Regions from separate parts of the Mus musculus genome. Here all the other regions are linked to region 1. The links are chromatin contacts, called in public ChIA-PET, Hi-C and promoter capture Hi-C maps. All regions are on one chromosome and are shown on one strand. Each heading gives the region's core, a stretch centred on a gene start, on an enhancer-like site or on the middle of the called end of the contact. The rest is flanking DNA. Distances are from core to core; before and after follow the strand shown. Region 1 holds the start of Tmem243 (transmembrane protein 243, mitochondrial). Region 2 has its middle 34 kb from the start of Slc25a40. Region 3 holds the start of Grm3 (glutamate receptor, metabotropic 3). Region 4 has its middle 66 kb from the start of Slc25a40.

What was found. Promoter capture Hi-C pulls out the DNA fragments that hold promoters and counts their contacts. A called contact is a pair of places that touch in the nucleus more often than the background predicts. ChIA-PET counts read pairs in DNA pulled down with a chosen protein or histone mark.
Region 2: a contact with region 1 is called in an RNA polymerase II ChIA-PET map of effector CD8 T cells, with 16 read pairs. The contact joins the enhancer-like site here to the promoter of Tmem243 in region 1. A contact is called at or near these places in 15 of 39 promoter capture datasets (the 3T3-L1 cell line, the C10 cell line, the HPC-7 cell line and 8 more), 2 of 15 datasets of contacts at CTCF or cohesin (large pre-B cells and pro-B cells), 11 of 115 datasets of contacts at active chromatin or transcription factors (the 230-238 cell line, T-cell acute lymphoblastic leukemia, bone marrow-derived macrophages and 7 more) and 1 of 9 other capture datasets (adipose tissue).
Region 3: a contact with region 1 is called in a promoter capture Hi-C map of second pharyngeal arch cranial neural crest. The contact joins the promoter of Grm3 here to the promoter of Tmem243 in region 1. A contact is called at or near these places in 5 of 39 promoter capture datasets (cranial neural crest, frontonasal cranial neural crest, maxillary cranial neural crest and 2 more) and 1 of 115 datasets of contacts at active chromatin or transcription factors (astrocytes).
Region 4: a Hi-C map of embryonic stem cells shows a contact between it and region 1, with 4 times the contacts expected there. The contact joins the enhancer-like site here to the promoter of Tmem243 in region 1. A contact is called at or near these places in 15 of 39 promoter capture datasets (the 3T3-L1 cell line, 3T3-L1-derived adipocytes, the C10 cell line and 8 more), 3 of 15 datasets of contacts at CTCF or cohesin (CD8 T cells, the NIH/3T3 cell line and large pre-B cells), 54 of 484 Hi-C or Micro-C datasets (3T3-L1-derived adipocytes, the BV-2 cell line, CD4 T cells and 30 more), 17 of 115 datasets of contacts at active chromatin or transcription factors (the 230-238 cell line, T-cell acute lymphoblastic leukemia, astrocytes and 10 more) and 2 of 9 other capture datasets (adipose tissue and embryonic stem cells).

What each region holds. Positions count from the first base shown.
Region 1 is chr5:9,099,372-9,102,105 of GRCm38.p6, reverse strand. It overlaps Tmem243 (transmembrane protein 243, mitochondrial), which reads right to left and starts at 1,369. Exons shown (of 5, transcript NM_001081029.1): 1 at 1,247-1,369; 2 at 711-889. The coding sequence starts at 788.
Region 2 is chr5:8,455,372-8,458,105 of GRCm38.p6, reverse strand. No RefSeq gene overlaps it. Among named protein-coding and RNA genes, the nearest start is that of Slc25a40, 34 kb to the right of the region's middle. Within about 2 kb of position 1,350, at least 51 of the 459 cell types and tissues checked have an H3K27ac peak or open chromatin away from gene starts, as enhancers often do. A contact at or near this core is called in the 230-238 cell line, the SN4741 cell line, T-cell acute lymphoblastic leukemia and 3 more, where this site is marked.
Region 3 is chr5:9,724,034-9,726,767 of GRCm38.p6, reverse strand. It overlaps Grm3 (glutamate receptor, metabotropic 3), which reads left to right and starts at 1,416. Exons shown (of 6, transcript NM_181850.2): 1 at 1,416-1,638.
Region 4 is chr5:8,487,482-8,490,215 of GRCm38.p6, reverse strand. No RefSeq gene overlaps it. Among named protein-coding and RNA genes, the nearest start is that of Slc25a40, 66 kb to the right of the region's middle. Within about 2 kb of position 1,350, at least 35 of the 459 cell types and tissues checked have an H3K27ac peak or open chromatin away from gene starts, as enhancers often do. A contact at or near this core is called in cortical neurons, embryonic forebrain and embryonic stem cells, where this site is marked.

The DNA.
Region 1 (2,734 bases), core at 120-2,619:
CAACGTCATTTACAAGTGGGGGGGGGGGGAGGGTAAGAGAGCTACAGGTTAATCTTGCCCTGACTTCTGAGAAAGTTTTATGCTGAATACAGAGTTTCTTGATTGTCCCCAAGGCAAGGGGGCTGGGGGTGGGGAGCAAGTTTCAGAAAGTTAACGCTAAGTACAGAGAAAGACTTTTGTTGACTGCAGGCCAGAGGCTCTATCTAGTCAAGCTTCTAGAAAACGGTTAGTGCCTCTGCCTATTTGAGAGCTGGGACCCTTTGTTTGATCACCTCCTGGGATTGTGGCCAACATCCACCTTCATGGAGCTGCTTCACATCCTCATCCTCTTAAGAACTCTAGGTAAGCAATCATCAGAAGCAACCCTGGGCTCTCGATGCACTCCTGAAACCACTAAAGCCCTGGACGCACACCTGAAGTGTGGAGCTGGAAAGTGCGCTTATGCAACCTTCGCAGGACTTTCCCTCCACGGTGGGGTTTCCGCACTCTCCGTAAGGGCTTCCCACAAACTGCCCAGAACTTTCTGAACTTTTCTCCACTCCAAACTGCTCTTGGTGCAGAGTGCAGGGCAAACATCCCAAGAGAGGGGCGGGACGGCAAGAACAGTTCTTCCCACTTCCAAGTACCCTCCAGGCAGGCTGCAAGGAGCCAGCGGGGTGGAGGGAGGCGGGATTCTCGCACTCTGGCCCGGGGCCCACTCCCGCACTCACCTTGGCAGACGTCTCCCCGAACAGAGGTCTGTTATCCAGGCCGCTGGTCCCGTAGGTCCTGGTAGCAAAGTCCTCCATTTTAGGGCTGCTTCGCTCGTCCCCGGACGCTCAAAAGCGAGTCCGCATCAGCTCGCGAAGTCCGGACGCCCGCCCCTCACGGCGCACGCATGGCCCGGGCCCTGGGGGGGTGGGGAGGGCGGGAAATCCCGACGGGGCGACTGTCACTCCCGGGGGCCCCTGGCCGCTCCGCCCCAGCCCCGCCGTCCTCATCTCCAGCGGCCGCCGCGGGAAGTGAAAGGAAACAAACAGCGCTTGGCCGCCGCCCCGCCCGCGCCCGCCGCCCCCAATCTCGGCCGGGGCTCCACCGGGAGAAAGTTTGCCTGGCGCGAGTCCCCCGCGCGGCGGGGCGGCGGGAGTGAAGTTGCGGGCCGGGCGGCCCCGCACACCACCCTAGCTCGGCTGAGAGCTCCGCATCCGCCCGCTCGCGTCCCGTCCCCCGTGCTCCCCGCAGCCCCGGCTGCGCCCGCAAGCCAGACCTCGGCGTCCCGCGCCGCGCGCGCGGCGGATCCAGGCAGCGGCCGCGACCCCGAGCCGTGGCCCCCACACGCCGGCCGGACGCCGGCGCCGTGCGGCGAGTCCCCCCGGGCTCTCCGGTCCGGGACCTGCGGCCACTGTCGCAAACCGGTCGGGCCCGCCCAGATCGCGTCACGACTCAGGCAGCCAATCCCACGGGCAGAGGCGCCGCCTGGGCTGCAGAGCTTTATTTACAGAGGTGCGGGTCGTCCCACCGAGGCGCGGGTCCCCGCTGCCAAGCGTTTCTCCGCCTCTTGGCAATTGGCGGCTGCGCGGTGCACGTAGTGGCTAAAGCAGGGTTCTGAAGACCGACTCGAATTTGGCGTCTTAAAACCCGACAACCTGCTTCGACCACTCCAGGATTTGGATGTGGACACTTTACAGTATCGGAGGCAATCGTGTATGCGTGTTTTATTCTGTATTACACACAGAATAAGAGGTCCTAGTTTACATAAACAGTTAGGTATTTCGTTGCCTGGTCCAGTGGGGGTGCTGCCACAGGCCAGAGCTTCGCATCTTGGGCCTTTTTGGAGTCTTGGGGCTTAGAGAGCTGAATGGAATGGACAAGCTGCACAAGTACCGTCGCTCTACATTTGAAGTTCTTCCTAAAAGCTAAAAACCAAACAACTACACTAATAGGATTGGGCTGACACTAATACCTAGCTAGATTCAAGAAAGTTCGGAAAGTGTTAGTGTGCAGGAGACTCTAAGCTGAAGCGATACCTCCACGAACGCTTAGAATCTAGACATGGGTTCCAGTGCCACGCAACAGTTTAGAACAAGGGATGGAATAACAACCACAACGAACTTCCAGCCCTGAGTACACGTAAGTATTATACATATCCCCATTGCCCAATCATTACACGTGTTTTACAAATTAGCTGTTTACTCGCGACTTTACCTTAACAACAGCAATACTACATAATCCAGCACCCACTTCTATTAAAAGTTCTATTTAAAGATTCATATTAAAAGGTCCTACAAATTAATTCACTTACTTATATTCAGTTTCATTCAACAAAAAATATTTTTGAGGCTCTAGGCTGTAATCCTTTGAATATTAGGGACAGTCTAGACTAAGTAGCAAGACCCTGTCTCAAAATAATAAAATAAAAACTAACAATACTTTGAGAATCTGCTGTGTGCTAAGCAACTATCCACCAAAATAACACAGTAATTATGGGCCTTGGTCAACAACCCCAAAAGATGCCATAATACCAAATTTGATATACAGTCAAATCAAAATCCATAAAGTCTAAAATTCTGAAAGGTTAAAGTTCTGGAAATATTATTCTGGGAAAAAATAAAGACTTTAAATACAAGTATATTTTTTAAAGTATAGTTATTTGAGAAACAAGAGAACATATAGGCAACGTTTTATAGTAAAATAGGTAACATACATATTTGGAAATTATATTCACCTCTGTGCTCTGCTGCTGTGGTGACTGGGT
Region 2 (2,734 bases), core at 101-2,600, 640 kb after region 1:
AAACAGAGGCACAGTGAAACTAATAGAGGTTATGAACCAAATGGATTTAACAGACATTTACAGAACATTTCACCCTAAAACAAAACAATATACCTCTTCTCAGCACCTCATGGTACCTTCTCCAAAACTGACCATATGATTGGGCACAAAACAGGCCTCAACCAATACAAGAAGACTGAAATAATCCCATGCATCCTATCAGACGATTACGAATTAAAGCTGGTCTTCAGTAAGAACCAAAACTACAGTAAGCCCACATACCCATGGAAACTGAACAACTCAAGTTGGTGATGCTTACCTCTGTAATTCCTGACCTCTTTCCTAGGTTTCCCATTTCCAGGGTTGTCTCCATTTGTGTTTTCTTTATTGTTTCCACTTCCACTTTTAGGTTTTGACTGCTTTATTCAATTCCTTCATCTGTTTGATTGTGTTTTCCTGTATTTCTTCCTTCCGTGGGGCCTTCCAACTGTGGGGTCTTAAGAGGGGTAGAGGAGCTAAGTATCCGTTGCCCTGGCTGCAGTAGATCTCCTGTGAGGCCTTTAGACTCTTTGGTTTTCAGAGGAGCAGTCAACTTGTTGCCCTGTGTGCAGATGTTCTCCAGGGAGGCCTATGGACTGTGGTTTCTGTTCCCCTGTGTACAGAACTCCAGGGAGGCTTTCAGACTGTTGGGTTACTTGCCCCAGTTGTCAGAACTGATTCTATCCTGTGTGGAACCTGGGGCTTGAACACAGGTTGTTATGCTTGGTGGCAAACATCTTTACCTATTGAGCTATCTTTCCAGATTTAAAATGTCTTAATAAATGTTGACAGATTAACAAATAAAAGCAACAGTCTCTAATTCTAAAATGGGAATTTTAGAATTCTAATTCTAATTTTGGAAAAATGTAAAAGTAATACAGTGAATAAAATTTTCATGTGTCCCTAAATTTATGCCCAAGAAAAGTAGAGAAAAAAAAATCATGTGTCATATGCAAGAACATTTTTGGGGAAAATTGAATTTTACTCCATTTTGTAAAAAGCCAGATATGTATTAGGTTAATGTGTATGTGGTTAAAGGTTTTAATACATTTCTTTAAAAACAGTATTTCAGTAATAAATTATGAGAACTTAACTTTTCTTTAACATTAAACCTTAAGTTTGTATCCTTTATAATAATCATCACTAGGATTGTCATTTTGCCCAAATCCCTAGAAAGAAGCAACTTGAGAGAAGTGTCCATTGTGGCTTATCCCCAGGAATGTAGCTTATCGTGGTGGCAGCAAGAGTGTGAAGCAGGCTGGTTACACTGCACTGCCAACCTAGAGAAAGAGTGCCAACCTGAAGCCCCACCCACAGTGACTCACTGTCTCCATCAAGGCTCTAGCTACTAAAGAACCCACAACTTCTAAAACAAGGCTACCAACTGTGGACTGAGTGTTTAAACATAGGCACGTATGAGGAACGTCTCACATTCAGGCAACAACCAACCACATGACAAAGAACGTGCATATACACTCTGCAAATCCCACGTGAATGCACCAAAAACCTAACAAGCATACAGGGTCAAAAGCTTAGTTTGTTACTATAATGTGATATCTGAGGATAGCCATTCAAGCCAACAATGGTTACATTAATTTAGAAGAGAAAAGTTTTGGAGAAAATTTAAAGAGTAATATTTATTTCAGAAACTAAATGTATTCAAATACTACTATAAAACAAAGTTATTTTCCAAATATTAATGCTAATGAGTTAAAAGTAGGGAAAATGTCATTTTTTAAAACAATTTCTTGTGTATGGGTGTTTTGCCTACACTCTTATGTATATAGACACGTATGTATATATACTACGTGTATGTAGTGCCTGTGGAAGCCCACTGGAACTGAAGCTACAGATAGTTGTGAAGTACCATGTGGTTGCTGGGAAAGGAACTCAGGTTCTCTGGAAGAGCAGTCAATGCTTGTAAGCTGAGCCAGATTTCCAGTCCCAATTTACACTTCTTATCCAGCTGCATGGCTTGCAATGTGTCACTAACAAAAATGTAGTTAACTTATTTTTGTCCTAATCACTTTTTTTTGGCAAGAATAGGGGACCTTTTCCCATATTAACAATAATACTATTTCAAATATGTTTCTATGCTCTGTTCCCTGCTCTTTTCTAACAATAAAAAAGAAATATAACAACTTAAGGGAAAGGTTAAGTTTAATAATGAACTTTCATGTATGTATTTCATAGCATTTTATAGTGATTGTATATGAAAGCCAGTGGTACTTCTAAGCAAGCACAACATATTTTAATTAAAAAAAAAAAAAGGAAAGGAAATCACTTTTGTGGTTTCTCTCTTCCTGTCAACTGTAATGCTAAGTGAAGGCCCCAAAGTAATTCTGATTGGAGAATAAAGATGCCAACAGCCAATAGCTGGGCAGAAGAGACACAGGTGGGCTTAGAGAGACCACAAGGAGAGAGCAGGAAGAAGGCACCAGGAATACAGGAAGAAGTATTGTGTGAAATGTTAAATGGTAATCCACACTATCACTGGCAAGGCACAGGAGGCCAGGCCAGGCCAGCCAGAGTTCTCCCACTAGGATGCTAAGTTCCCATGGTGGGATGTTGCCACCCATGGCCCACACTTCCCAATTCCCGTTGCTGGCTGGGGTGCCCTGTCGTCGTACTTTTCTCTGGATCCCAGTTGAGACTCCACTTGAAGAAAAACCACACAATCTTAGCTTAGGATCAACGGGTAACACAATGCTGGGCA
Region 3 (2,734 bases), core at 167-2,666, 620 kb before region 1:
AGCATGAAATATTAAAGGATTTAGCATTTAAAGCCTTCTGTTTCATTGAGTCTAGCTTCGTATAACTCAGTCCTGGGTTAATATAAAGTTACTACACCAGGATGGAAAAATTAATGAAATTTCAGTTTTGAAACTGAGCACAACGCATTTCTAGTCACAGAATGATAAGCTGGGGTTTTTCCTTTAGGAAGCTATCTCTAGCTCCCGGTCTATTGAAGCTATTTCCGTGTGCTGTTTTTCTTTTTTTTTCTTTTTTTTTTTTCTTTGTGCCTACGTCACCGATTTGAGGCATTTATTTATTTAATTTTAAAAAGAAAGAAAAGGTTCTGTGAAGACCCTCTTAACAAAAAAGTAGGACTAGAGAAAGATTAATGTGAAACTGGAAAAGGTTAGCTCCAAGGGGTCAGTGTGGTTGCACCGGAGGATAAGAAAGAAGAGACTATCTAAGCACTTCCCTAGAATCTTTTTCCACCTAAGAAATTTGGGAGAATGCGAAAAAGCAGCAGCCCAGCATTCTTGAAGGGGCGTGGCTTCTCTCAAGGGGCTATCCAATCGAATTCCTTCAGAGGGAGCTATCCCGAGAAGATTGATGAGCGTTGCTAGGAAACAGGAGCGTCTCCCTCCCTGCTGACCCAGAGATTGTGCTGCACAAGCCTCCCCAGGGGTTCGCAATGTGCAGTTGAACCGCGTGTGGGGCAAAGCTGCGTATCGGCCTCCTGGGTTCACTCGCTCACACTGCTCCCTCTTTCGCCGTCTCCTCCAAGAGTAGTCAGCCTTTTACATAGGGACCACAGGAGAGTTCTTACTAGGAATGACTGTAGGTCCCTGCCCACCCGCGTGCCGTGAGCCTTAGCAGAGCTTCAAAGTTGGAGCCACCTCCCACTCTACCTCCCCACGCCCCTTCACGCCACTGCTCCGAAATTCACCAACCTTTGTATGCATTGCCTAAGGACTGCAAACCTTGGGGCAGAGAAGCTCTCAACCCCGCCAGGCTTTCTGTATTGTAACCTTTGGGTCTAGGTACAGTAGCTCACTGAAGACTCTGCAGCTACACCCCTATAAACGGAGGGAAGAAGGGGGAAGGGAAAGGAGGAGAAAGGAAAGGAGAAGAATGAGGAGGAGAGGATGTCAGAAGGTCCGTGCCTCTCTGCCTGAGTCCCAGTTAGATGCGACTGTTTCTGCCTGGCCAAGGTGAAGGAAAGTTGCTTGTGAGCCCAGGAAGTGGGTTTGGCTGCAAAGAGGAGGAGGGCGCCTGGGCTCTAAAGCTCCCCTCCCTTCTGCTGAAGACCACTGGGTCCCCTTCTTCCCAACCTCCTCCTGCTCTTCTCCTCTAGCCCTCCCTTTTCCCACTCCTCCTTGACTCGGAGGCCTGGATGCTGGGCCACCGGGCAGTGGTCCAGCGCGCAGCCGGGCGGGGGCGGGGGCAGGGGGCACTGTGACAGGAAGCTTCGCGCACAAGTTGGCCATTTCAGGGGCAAAATAAGTTCTCCCTTGGATTTAGAAAGGACAAAGGCAGCAAGCTCCCTCTTTTGTGTCGGATGAAGAGGACCAACCATGAGCCAGAGCTTGGGTGCAGGCTCACCGCTGCCGCTACCACCGCGGTCAGCTTCAGTTCCTGCCAGGAGTTGACCGTGCGAGGTAAGCAGCCCAGAAGGGGACCTGCCCCTCTGGAGGGTGCCCAGCCAGGGCGCAGGAGCTCGGGTGCCGCGTGGGGCAGGCAAAGCGAGGAAAGTTGAGGCAGAGCACGGACCAGTCCCTACATATCTATCTGCCAGGGGGTGGAAAACGTGGGTCATAGGAGCAATGTGGGTGTGAGTGAGAGAGTGAGTTTGTGTGTGCGCGCGCTACTGTCCCTTCAAGAAGGGGCCAATTTCAGAGCATAGATCTGCAGCCAGAGAAGGAGAGGTAGAGGGACTAATTAGAGAGACAGGTCTCATTCTCCAACCGCCTCCATCCAGCTTTGCGCTTGGGGGTTTTATAAGGCTTTGTGCACAGGAACCCTGTGATGTGTGGCTCACACACTGGTAGCTGCATGTGGGTGTGGAGGTTGTCAGGCAGGAGGATAGCGGTCAGCAGGACCCCCTGGTGCTGCCAGGATAAGCTCCGCAGCCAGGGGCAGACAGAGGTTCACCCACCAGCAAACGTGCTTGGAAATTAGCCCTAACTCGCTGCCCTTTGCTCTTTTTGACTTGAGCCAAAAAAGAAATTCAAGAACCAGACTCAAAGCATATCTACCCATTGATCCTGTTCCATTTTCTTATCTGGCAGTGAGATAACTCGGAGAGGGCGGGAGATCCGTGGTCCAAAAATAGACTAGGTTATATAGCCAATAAGCTGATTCTTTCGGAATTTCACTTGGATTTCCTTCTAGTTCCTCTATGAGGTAAGAAACATTTAAGGGTCTCTTAAAGGTATAATACATTCAGAGAGCTGGTTTAAGGGAGTGAACAGATGCTTTCAAAATATCTTAGAGTGCTGCAAATTCTGAAGACAAAACTCCACCTCTCTCAAAATGTATGGTCACCAATTCAACTAATTTACTTATAAAATAGTTCTACTCCTGTTTGAACAGTAATAGGTATGTTATAGATACATTGAATATATACATGCCCAATGTAATCACACAGTAGTACAAAGCAAGTTATGATTTTTATGAGTTTTAGTGTTAAGCACCTCAGCAGTTGGTTGCTTAAATTTCTTTGTTCCTGGCCCCCAGGACTGCTTGTTTAGCAAC
Region 4 (2,734 bases), core at 101-2,600, 610 kb after region 1:
ATTGGAGAAAACCCTTCTGTTGAGATTGAATATTATACATACTTTTAAAATATTCCTTATATAGCACATGACATTTTGAGAGTTACTGACTACATATAGGACAATGGTCCCAAGTAACTGAGAGAAGTTGAAAAATTCCTATCCCTTAGTGACATCACAACTCTCTAATATAAAACTGACAGAAATTCTGATATATTCTGAATTTCTTATAATTCAAGAACCAAAGAGTAGAGGGAAAGATAAAGTCCAGTCAACTCGTAGTTTACAGGCAAAACCCGGACACGGTTATAGTCATGGCCTGGAAATATGTTAACATGTTGCCATCATGTGGCCATATGATGTAATTAAAATTTGTAGTAAAGAATATAAGGCACTGAGTATAAAACAGATGTCTCCTATATTCCTTTATTCATTTTTTTGAACCTCTCCAGGAGCACCAGGACTGATGTATAACGGACTTGGGGATTCTTTCCAAAGAGTCCTTCTCATCACAGTATGTATCAGTCTACATATCTATATACATGATATGTAGCGAACAGTGTATTTCCTGGCTTCCCCCACTGTGTGTTGTAACATAGATACAGGCACGGCAGAGAGTAGCTGATTTTTTTTTTTTTTATTAAACTCAGCCTAAACTGTGTATAAGCCCTTTTCCTGTTAACAAGGCAGTGGCCCTCAGAGTCTGGTGACATGTTTCAGCAATCTGGCAAAGTGTTCTATCTGCAGTAAGAATTGCAAATCAAATTATGTTTTCACATTCAATTTGCAAGTGTTTTCTGCAGATTTTTTTGATTTATGTTCATTAAGGAGACTGGACTATAGTTTCCTTTTTTATTATGTCTTCATGCAGTTTTGGTATCAGGTTGATTATGGTTTCATAAAATGAGTTTAGTAGTGCTCTTTGTTCTTTCTGACAAGATAAAGGCAACCAGAGACAATAAAACATTTAAATATATTAGATCTACCCCAAATGAAAAAATTCTTATTGTGGAAGCTGTATTCTGTAGCCATGAACCCCACAGTACACCCTTTTGTTCTTATTGTGGAAGCTATATTGTGTAGCTGAGTATCCCACAGTACACCCTTTTGTTCTTATTGTGGAAGCTGTATTGTGTAGCTGTGTACCCCACAGTACACCCTTTTGTTCTTATTGTGGAAGCTGTATTGTGTAGCTGTATACCCCACAGTACACCCTTTTGTTCTTATTGTGGAAGCTGTATTGTGTAGCTGTGTATCCCACAGTACACCCTTTTGTTCTTATTGTGGAAGCTGTATTGTGCAGCTGTGTATCCCACAGTACACCCTTTTGTCTCAGCAGCTTTACTTGCAAATGCTTTCTGCAGTGCATCTATTGGTCTGGTTCCAGAACTCTGGCTTCTGTTATACTATCAATACTGGAGCCTCCCTGGGACTCCTCTGGGATATCCTGTCACTGCCCTGTGTCATGGAGATCCTGTAGTTTTGGATTGCAGGACTGGCCCTTTCGCACTCTTCGACAGTTCATAGATGGGGTAGATGTTGGGGAGGGTCAATGTTAAAGTCCTGGATTTGGGCCTGGCTTGTAGCTGAGCTGGTCAGTACACCAGCTCCCCCATACTGAAACCACCATGGGAGAGCTCTCTGGCAGAACACTGACTAGCCCACCCAATGCTGCAGCCAGCAAGAGGCAGAGCCAGCTCTTCTACTCTCATGCCCTCGTGCCGATTCATCCCAACCCAGCAGGGCCAGCTCTGCTGTCCAGTTGAGGTGTGGGCTGCTCTCCCAAGTACTACACCCAGCAAGGGGCTGTGCCAACTCTCTTGTTCTCATGCTTTGGGACTGGCTTACATGTGACCCCTTGCAACCAAGGACAGCTCTACTGTGCTGACCAGGAGGGCCTGCTGAGTACTGCTCGGAGACAGCTCTCCTGCTCTCATGACCTTGGGGGCCAGCTCTCCCATCTTCCATAGGTGGTGAGGTGGGGGAGGGCATCTCTCCCTTGCCACAGCACCACACATTAGACAAGTGGCCAGGCCAGCTCTCCCACACTTACACCCCAGGACCAGCTCACTCACAACCCCCCAGCAACCAGGGCCAGCTTTGCTCTGCTCCCTGGGTGAGATGTGGGGCCCCTTCTCCTGAGTACTGCAGTTGGAGACTATGGACATCCGCCTGGCCTTTGGTGGGAATAGACCCCTGCTGTTGCAGGTCCATGAACTTAGACATGGCCCTGGCTGGCAGCATGGGCCAGGACCCCACCATAACCCCAGGTGGCATCACCAGCCACCCTCATCAGGCTGTTCTTCACACTCTCAGCAGTTCTACCTCCCTTCACTGTACAAACATCCCTCTCCCTCTCTGTCTCTCCACCACTACTTGCTCATCATCATAATGATGCCTGGGGCCTCTGTGTTTCTGGTGTCATCTCAGGAGTGTTATGTCCCACCCATTCACTGGACATGGATTGCCTAAGGCATGGACTACCCAGCCAGGCCTGCATGACACTGGCTGGGGGGTCTTCTCTGGTGTGGTCTGTCTGACTGGGTAGCATGGTACCTGACTGGCTCAACTTGCTTTTTATAGGTGTTCTGCATCTTGGTGTCCAGAGACAGGGTCCAGATTTTATTCCTGAGTCTTAGGCCTAGTGTTTTCTTTCACTGCGTTATTCAGTGCTTAAAGTTTCACAAAAGACAACTAACTAATGTCATTAAGTATTTTCTAAGTTCTGATGTCTTTGTAGTGTATTTGTACAAGA